Regions from separate parts of the Sus scrofa genome. Here all the other regions are linked to region 2. The links are chromatin contacts, called in public HiChIP or PLAC-seq maps. All regions are on one chromosome and are shown on one strand. The core of a region is the stretch at or near the end of the contact, and the rest is flanking DNA. Distances in the headings are between cores, read along the strand shown. Region 1 has its middle 76 kb from the start of MAP3K20. Region 2 overlaps MAP3K20 (mitogen-activated protein kinase kinase kinase MLT). Region 3 holds the start of MAP3K20 (mitogen-activated protein kinase kinase kinase MLT).

Evidence for each region. HiChIP or PLAC-seq counts read pairs in DNA pulled down with a chosen protein or histone mark.
Region 1: a contact with region 2 is called in an H3K27ac HiChIP or PLAC-seq map of skeletal muscle. The contact joins two enhancer-like sites. A contact is called at or near these places in 3 of 47 Hi-C or Micro-C datasets (heart right ventricle, retroperitoneal adipose tissue and skeletal muscle) and 2 of 2 datasets of contacts at active chromatin or transcription factors (alveolar macrophages and skeletal muscle).
Region 3: a contact with region 2 is called in an H3K27ac HiChIP or PLAC-seq map of skeletal muscle. The contact joins the promoter of MAP3K20 here to the enhancer-like site in region 2. A contact is called at or near these places in 2 of 5 promoter capture datasets (fetal skeletal muscle and liver), 21 of 47 Hi-C or Micro-C datasets (alveolar macrophages, brain, embryonic fibroblasts and 11 more) and 2 of 2 datasets of contacts at active chromatin or transcription factors (alveolar macrophages and skeletal muscle).

What each region holds. Positions count from the first base shown.
Region 1 is chr15:79,097,112-79,099,918 of Sscrofa11.1, forward strand. No RefSeq gene overlaps it. Among named protein-coding and RNA genes, the nearest start is that of MAP3K20, 76 kb to the right of the region's middle. Within about 2 kb of position 1,365, at least 2 of the 83 cell types and tissues checked have an H3K27ac peak or open chromatin away from gene starts, as enhancers often do. A contact at or near this core is called in skeletal muscle, where this site is marked.
Region 2 is chr15:79,317,326-79,320,052 of Sscrofa11.1, forward strand. All of the region lies in intron 10 of MAP3K20 (mitogen-activated protein kinase kinase kinase MLT), which reads left to right. Among named protein-coding and RNA genes, the nearest start is that of MIR9826, 76 kb to the right of the region's middle. Within about 2 kb of position 1,471, at least 9 of the 83 cell types and tissues checked have an H3K27ac peak or open chromatin away from gene starts, as enhancers often do. A contact at or near this core is called in brain, fetal skeletal muscle and skeletal muscle, where this site is marked.
Region 3 is chr15:79,173,157-79,175,856 of Sscrofa11.1, forward strand. It overlaps MAP3K20 (mitogen-activated protein kinase kinase kinase MLT), which reads left to right and starts at 1,357. Exons shown (of 20, transcript XM_013990583.2): 1 at 1,357-1,600.

The sequences.
Region 1 (2,807 bases), core at 115-2,614, 220 kb before region 2:
CTACAGCAGTAGGAAGCCCGAAGTGCTTGAAGGCAGAGGATTGCATTCCTAATGGCAGCCCTTATGGGGCAGGGCCATTTGCTTTCTGATACTTCACTGTTGAGGACACATGTCATCCCTAATTCTTTAACTAATTATTATGCAGACGTAAAGGTAGGGGGGCAGAGGGAATGGTCCGTAACGGCAAATATTAAAAACCAGTGGTGAACCCAGATAATGGATCCTCCTCTTTACTTGGTCTACACTGGGCCACTTTTTAATTTTTTGTTGTGTAAAATACATTTAGTGCAAATTTACCATTCTAACCCTTTTTGAGTATACTGTTCAGTGGCATGAAGTACCTCCCCACTGTTGTGCAACCATCACCACTATCCATCTCCAAAACTTTTTCACCACCTTTTTTTTTTTTTTTTTTTTGGTCTTTTTATCTTTTCTAGGTCTGCTCCCACGGCACATGGAGGTTCCCAGGCTAGGGGTCTAATTGGAGCTATAGCTGCCGGCCTACGCCACAGCCACAGCAATGCCAGATCCTTAACACACTGAGCAAGGCCAGGGATTGAACCTGCAACCTCATGGTTCCTAGTCAGATTCGTTAACCACTGAGCCACGATGGGAATTCCTTCACCATCTATATTGAAACTATTAAACAATAGCTCCCCACTCCCCCCCTCCCCGCCCCCCACCTCCAGCCCCTGGAAACTACTACTCCACATGTATGGATTTGGAATTACCTCATGTAAGTGGAACAATAGTTGTCCTTTAACAGACCCTAGAGAGGACTGGAGTTGGCTGCATGGAGATAGACTGAAGGGACTAGAGGGCCACATCCCAGGGAATGGTTAGAGGGTGTGTAGTACAGAGCCTGGGTACTCCATAAAAGCCACATTGTTCACACGTGCCTGTGTGTGAAGGGAAGGGCAGGACCCCAAAATAGCAAGCCCCATTTTTGGCATGCTCACAGCAGACACAGCTCCACCTCTACATATTACGGGGGCACCTCGCACCTATGGGTTGCCCACACGCAGAGATGGAGCTGAAATCTGAGCCAATTACCAGAGGCTGTGCAACTTGAATGGATTCACACAGCTGGTAGCTTTGTAAGTGCAGCACCTGCAGGACATCTGAGCAGATTATTGGTGCTCCCTTGGCTGGGGTGGGCCCAGTGTTAGCAACAGGCTTTGTGGGTGGGCACATAGGGAAAGAGGCCAGGCTCTGAGCTAATTCCTGTAGTTGCCATGGCAGGTGAAGGTGTACAACTGTGACGGTCCTGTGCCAAGCTTCAAGGGCTCTTAGGCAGCAGTTTTATGAGCAGAGGACTTGAGGGACACCTAGGCCTATTGCCAGTGTCCCGACAGCTGAAGAAAGGCTGAGGGCAGTGCCAACAAAGTGTACTCTCTGAGCCCACACACTGGGCTACAGAGCACAGTTCCTTACGGACTCCTGCAGAAGAATACTCAGTGGCTTCTCTCCCAAAGGGAGCACTCTAGTCCCACCCAGCTGACAATGAAGTTTAGAACCAGATCTGGGGGTTTCTACTCCGACAACTGGAGAGGAAACCCTCCTCCCATCAGGGCTGTGACAGCCACAAAGCAAAGAGGAGGCCCTGCTCAACATTTAGCGCACACTCTGGTCACCACAACAATCACACCCCCTATCAAGGAGACAATGGCCAGCACACAAAGAGGAAAGATATAGCAAGCATTCATATTAAAAACAGTATTTGGGAGTTCCCGTCATGGCACAGTGGTTAACGAATCCGACTAAGAACCATGAGGTTGCGGGTTTAGTCCCTGCCCTTGCTCAGTGGGTTAACGATCCGGCATTGCCGTGAGCTGTGGTGTAGGTTGCAGACATGGCTCAGATCCCCCATTGCTGTGGCTCTGGCGTAGGCTGGAGGCTACAGCTCCGATTCGACCCCTAGCCTGGGAACCTCCTTATGCTGTGAGAACTGCCCAAGAAATGGCAAAAAGACAAAAAACAAAAAACAACAAAAAAAAAAAAAACAGTATTTGGAGTTCCATTTGTGGGGCTCAGCAGTTAGTGAACCCCACTAGTATCCATAAGAATAAGAGTTCGATCCCTGGCCTTGCTCAGTGGGGTTAAGGATCTGACGTTGTCATGAGCTACGGTGTAGGTCACAAACTCAGTTCAGATCCCACGTGGCTGTGGTTGTGGCTGTGGCTATGGCTGGCAGCTATAGCTCCTATTTGACCCCTAGTCTGGGAACTTCCTTATGCCATAAGTGGAGCCCTAAAAAGCAAGCAAACAAACAAACAAACAAAAACAGCACTTGAAGAGTTCCCTGGTGGCCTAGCATGTTAATGATCTGGCATTGTCACTGCTGTGGCTCCAGTCACTGCTGTAGCAAGGATTTGATACCTGGCCTGGGAACTTCTACCTCAAGGCATGGCAAAAAAAAAAAAAAAAAAAAAAACCCTCAGCATTTACACCAAAAATGTTAGACTCATGCAGGCTAAACAGGGATGCCCCCACATAAAAACAACCCACTAAGACCACAGTAGAAAACTGTCTCTCCAAAATCATGGGGTCAGAGAAATACAAGTAAAATGAAGGAGCAGAGGAACTACTAGTTTCACTTAAAAGAATAAGAGAATTCCCTTGAAAGAACAAAAAATCAAATTGCCCTCACCAGTCTATTAGACTCCTGGTTCAAAAAGGAGGTAGTAAAAATGCTGAAGGAATTTTAGAAGGTTATCTATAGAAATGCAGATCAGGGCAGATGAAACTCTGCTGGAGATGAGGAGACAAGATAGCAAAGTAGATGGACTTGGCCATGCCTCCTTTCA
Region 2 (2,727 bases), core at 221-2,720:
CTGGCACACTCGCTGTTCGGAGCTGTCCCTGGACTTGGGCCAGTGTCATGCCGCCTGTTCGTTAGCACGCAGCGTTCACGTGACCAGATTCCCTTCTAGCAAAGAGAGGTACTACAGGCCTGATGGTTTTAGGTATGGCTATCCCACTCAACATGCCATGTGCCAGAAAGAAGTAAATATTTGTCAGGCCATCTGGATATTTCAAAGGACAACACATTCGGTCCTCAACTTTTCCCCCGACTTTTATCTGGTGTCTGAAATCGGGTGTTTAGGGTCCAAAGTGTGTGTAGGAAGCTGGTGTCTCAGTGAAGTCGGCCTCCAGTCCTGCTCTGGCATTTCTGGCAGATGCTTGTTTGCTGGCGGAGTTTCCTCTCCACATAAACCAGATGGAACGTCGAGTCTTAGAAAATTACATGATTATTCTGAGACCCCCTTTTAAAACTAGGTTATTACAGATCCCATAAACTTGGTCCTTTTCTTTGACCTAATAAATAATAGGAAGGAAAACTGAGCGTCAGACCTTTCCTGGCTTATCACATCTTTAGCTTGTTTCTCTTCCTATTGCCTTACTAGCAATAGTGGCCCCGAGTGTTGCGAATAGAAAATGCGTGGTCCTCTTGGTCCTGTTGTCAGTTCTCATTGCCCCCTGCAACTGTCTGCAGACCTGTGGTCCCTGCGCTGAGGAAGCCCTGTGGAGCTTTGATAGAGCATCCAGGCCTCTCTCTGTTGGTTGTGTTCTTTCTGGGTGATCAAAATACTCTCACTGTGGCATATGTCCTTAAAAACAAAACACAAATTTTTTAAAAATTAATCTTTGCAATGTGAGTTTTAACACAGATCATTTAATGTGTAACACTGAATTTGACACACATATGATCTGTTTCTCATGTACTGAATGTGATACAGCTGTTCTTATGAATTGATCTTTTATTCCAGAGTAAGTTTCCATCGAATAAAAGAGGAGAAATATAGTTCATGCCTGTTTTTGACATATGGAAAATTGAAACAGGTTGAAGTCAACCTTGGTTGGATTTGGCTTAAGAGAAAAACCGTAATTTTCATCAGCTAAAACACTTAAACTATATTTTTAGAACAGGAACGTTATATAAGTGCAGCAGCCAGTTCATTTGGTGCAAAACAATGCATCAAGAAAAACAGCAGGAACAGCCAGGGGAGCAGCTGTCTCTGTGTTGCTCTCCGGGTTTGGGGCATAGAACCTGGACCTCTGCTGTCAAGATCCCTGGGCATGGGCGAGGCGGGGGGTGGGGGGAATCGTTTTTATTCAGTGTTTGTTTTTCTGTATCACAGCCCTCAGCTTACTTAACTGTGGATCTCCTTTCCAGAAGGGCTCAAAATCAGAGTGGGCTCTCAGAGCTGGAACTTGAGACGAGTGCTTGGCTTAAGTTACAGATGAAATTGAATGTGTTGGCCATTTACTTTGATCAAAAAGAACATCAGTGAGCTCAGTCTCCCTGGCAGGAGAGTTGGGACCGGGATTGGCAAAAGCACCCCAGGCAGCAGCCCAGGCCCCTGCTGTCTCCTGCTGAGCCAGGCGGACTCTGCCGCCTCCTTTTCTCACACCCCCCCCCGCCTTCCTTTTTCTGTCTTTTTTGTCCTTTTAGGTCCGCACCCATGGCACATGGAGGTGCCCAGGCTAGTGGTCTCATCAGAGCTACAGCTGCCAGCCTGCACCATAGCCACAGCCACAGCCACGCCAGATCCAAGCCGCATCTGCCACCTACACCATAGCTCACGGCAACACCGGATCCTTAACCCACTGAACAAGGCCAGGGATCGAACCCGCAACCTCTTGGTTCCTAGTCGGACTCGTTTCCGCTGCGCCATGACAGAAAATCCTCTCACCCTCCCCTTTACTGAAGATGGCTCGTTCCTTCTTTCCTTTCTGTTAGAAAAGTTTAACTTAGGGTTTTTCACCCTGAGCTTTTCTTTCCCCCTCAATCCGCCATTTGAAAAATAAAAACAAACTTGTGTACAGGTGGGCATAATATTTTTGTCAGAAATATCAGGGGTCAAGTTTGGATTTTATGATAGTCATAATTCTGAAAGGTTGCTGACTTAGTACCTTTCTTTAGGGACTCTAGTGTGACTTATATGGCTATATAATTTTCAAATGGCACCAATCAAAGGGACAGAGGGTTGATAGCAGATGCTTTTGCACATACATTCCTGCCTCTGTTGCTCTGAGATTCTTTGCAGACAGTCAGGGAAGTAAAACACGGGGCCTAATTCCAGATCCACCTCAGTAGCTGTTCCCTGAGTGGGGTTTTGCCAATTAACACCAGAGCCTTTTGGTTTTCATTTATTTACTTCTCATCCACAAAGGCATTGGGATAAGCTGTCCACTTATTGGGATTTTTCCCTGGACATAAAAAGGCAGACTTTGGCTGCAGAGATTCATTAACTTAGATCTGGGGGCTGCTGCCTTCTGTAGTCAAGGTCTCAGCCAGAATCGCACCGTCTGACCTGCAGGCTCCGGAAGCAGCTGTTGGCCCAGCAGTTAATCTCCAGCCCGCTCCTCTCCCATCCCCGCCTTCTTCTGCATCTACCAGCCCTCTGTGCCTTCTCCGCCCTCCCGCCTCCCTCACTCTGCTCCCTCTCCCCCTCCTCTCCCCGCCTCTCTCTCTCTTTCTCTCATGACTGTTGCTTTTCTCACAGAAACTCGAGGGAAAGAACCTCCAACTCTCAGAACGTAAATTTAGACTTAAA
Region 3 (2,700 bases), core at 107-2,606, 140 kb before region 2:
AAAGAGCTTAGTTTTCCTCTTAATGGTTAGATGATTTGGGGAATTCTCTGATTACCTGCATCAGGAAATTTTTTTAGCATGACAATTTTTGTCAATCCTAATTTATCAGTTCCCCAAAAAGAATGCTAAATTCCTAGTCCTTATCAAAGGGAAAATTCAAATATTAATCTGAATCACAGACTAGAAAATGTTTTTTTTTAAACCTCTATTCACTCATCTCCCCACTTCCATATCTTCAACTAGATGAACGATTTACAAATTTTATATTTCCCTCCTGAGCTCTTTTCAGAATCAGTTTCCTATTTCAACTGCTGCATCTCTATCGGTTTTTCCTCCCATGACCTCAAACTCAACAGGAAGCCAGTTCCTACTCCACCGATCTCTATTTCTGTCAGTGACACCATCATTCTTCCAGTCACTCAGGTCTGAAAATCTTGGCATCATCTCTGACTTTCTTCTTCTCTTCCACATCTAGTGGCTCACCAATTTCCGTGGCCTCTTCCTGAAGCATGTCTCTCAAGTCCCTTTCCTCTTTCCTAATTCTATTTTGTGCACGCCAATTCAAGCCCTCACAATCCCACGACCAAGTAGTGACAATATGATGCTTCCTAGTTTTGTCTTAGCAACCCATCCTACAGCCATCTTGGACTGAATTCTGCCTCTGGAAATCACCATTAAAACAAAAATCACAAAAGCCTATTTTACCCCTTTGATCCCAACTTTGCACAGTTCTCCAATGTCCATAGATGGTAACATTCAAGCTCAAAGCCCTGGATCACGCTGGCCATACCTTTGCAAACTCTTCTTCTGTTTCCTCCACAGAACCAGAAATCCTCTACTCGACCATGACTTCTCCGCCCTCGTACTGATTTCCACTTTTGCTCATACCTGGAATGGAGTCTAGTCTCCTCATCTGAACTTGGCTTTGCTAAAGTCACCAACCAGGGCAGCAGACCATGACCCCTTCTCAAAATTCCGTGGTATCTTGATGGTTCTACTAAGGCGGCCTTCAGCCCTATCTCCTCCGAAATATCTGTACGTCGGTCCCCTTCCCAAGTAGATAATTAACTTCCGTTGGGCACGAAGCAGCCTCCCACCTTTTTGCATCCCAGCGCCCTTTTCACGGTAAATGTTTGTTGCTAAGGATGAGTGGAGGGAAGACATATGAGTGTTATGTCGTTAAAAAGATGTGAAGACATAAAGGGGTGCAGAGGCACAGCCCTCTCCCCGCTTCCCCACGATAGGGGTGCCATCTGAGGGCGGCAGCAAGGTGTCCTCAGGATGCAGCCGGGGAGCCCAAGCGCCCGCCCCCGCCCGGCTGGCTTTCGGGCGCCTCTGCTCTGCGGCCCGGCCGGTGGGTGTGCGGGGCACCGGCAGGAAGGCCCGGCCTTTCCTCGCTGGGAGGTAGGTGGTGCTGTTGCCGTGACTGTCTCCCTCATTGGCGCCGGGCGGAGAGGCGGAATGTTCAACTCCTGACTCGGGCGGAAGCGTGGAAGCCGCGCCGGCCGCCGTCCTCTCGACCCCGGTCGCCGCCCGTGCCCTGGCCGTGTGCGGGGCCTCGGCGCCCCCGGCTGCTGCTCGCGTCCGGCCCGGGAGCCAGGTAGGGGACCAGGCCGGAGGCTGTGGGGGAGCGGGTGCGGGGCAGGCCCGCCGCGATCGCGAATCGTCCCGGCGTCGCGGGCCCAGGCCTTGTCGGGATCGGGGCCCCCACCGGACACCCCTGCCCGACCTGGAGCCGGCGTCCCCTGCTCTCGCGGCGTTGCGCGGCTGGGAGCAGATCGGGAACTTTGCGCGGGTCCCACGCAGAAGTTGACGCCCGGAAGAGCAAGGCGCAGCGGGAGCGTCCGGGGCGGTCTCGGCCCCCGGAGCGCGGCGCGGGCGTGGGGCGCCCTTCGGACGCCGGGACGCTAGTCTCGCTGGGGGTGACCCGAGCGTCTCTCCGGAGGTGAGGCGAGCGTCTCCCAAATCAGAGCAGGGCGCAGGCCGCTTCCCAGCAGAGGTTCTTGCGTGCGAGGCGAGCCCACTAACTTCAGTTTTCCTGTGGGTCGGCCGGGAGCCCGCGTCCCTCCGAGAGCGGCCGCGCCGGCTCTGCTCGGGGCACCGTGGTCCTCGTGCCCTCCCTCACCTCAAGTGTCCCGTGTTCCTTCGGCGGGCGCGGGGGCGGCTCATTTGCCGACCCGATGGCGTTCCCCGGTTCCTGGGCTTGGAGACATGCACCAGGCCCGGAGGTGCAGGCTGAGGCGGCCGCCACGCCTCGCCGGCTCCTGACAGCTTGCAGGAAAACTTTAATCCAAAACTGGTCGGAAGGCATCGAATTGCCTACAAAATGGGGCAGTCGTTGTTAGATTGCTGAAAATGTATGTTTCTGATGCGCCTCCGGGTCTTGCATAAGCACTGTTTATGGGGAAACTTAATTACTATTTTTGTTGGTTTCTTTAATAATGAAAGCAGCACCATTTAGTGGTCTATTCCAATGATATTACAATACGCAGCTTCTCATGAATGGTAGTGTATTAGAATCAACTTACAGAACTAATTCGATGATTTTTGAGCTAAGGTGGTTGTTAAAGTATATTCATATTTTAACCCTAAAGCCGTTTTATGCTTTCCTGATGTCAGTTGAACAGCCAGAATTCAGTGGGACCAAACCTACAGACATTTAGACAGAAAGTAAACAAGTGATTCAAGACGTTAATGTCT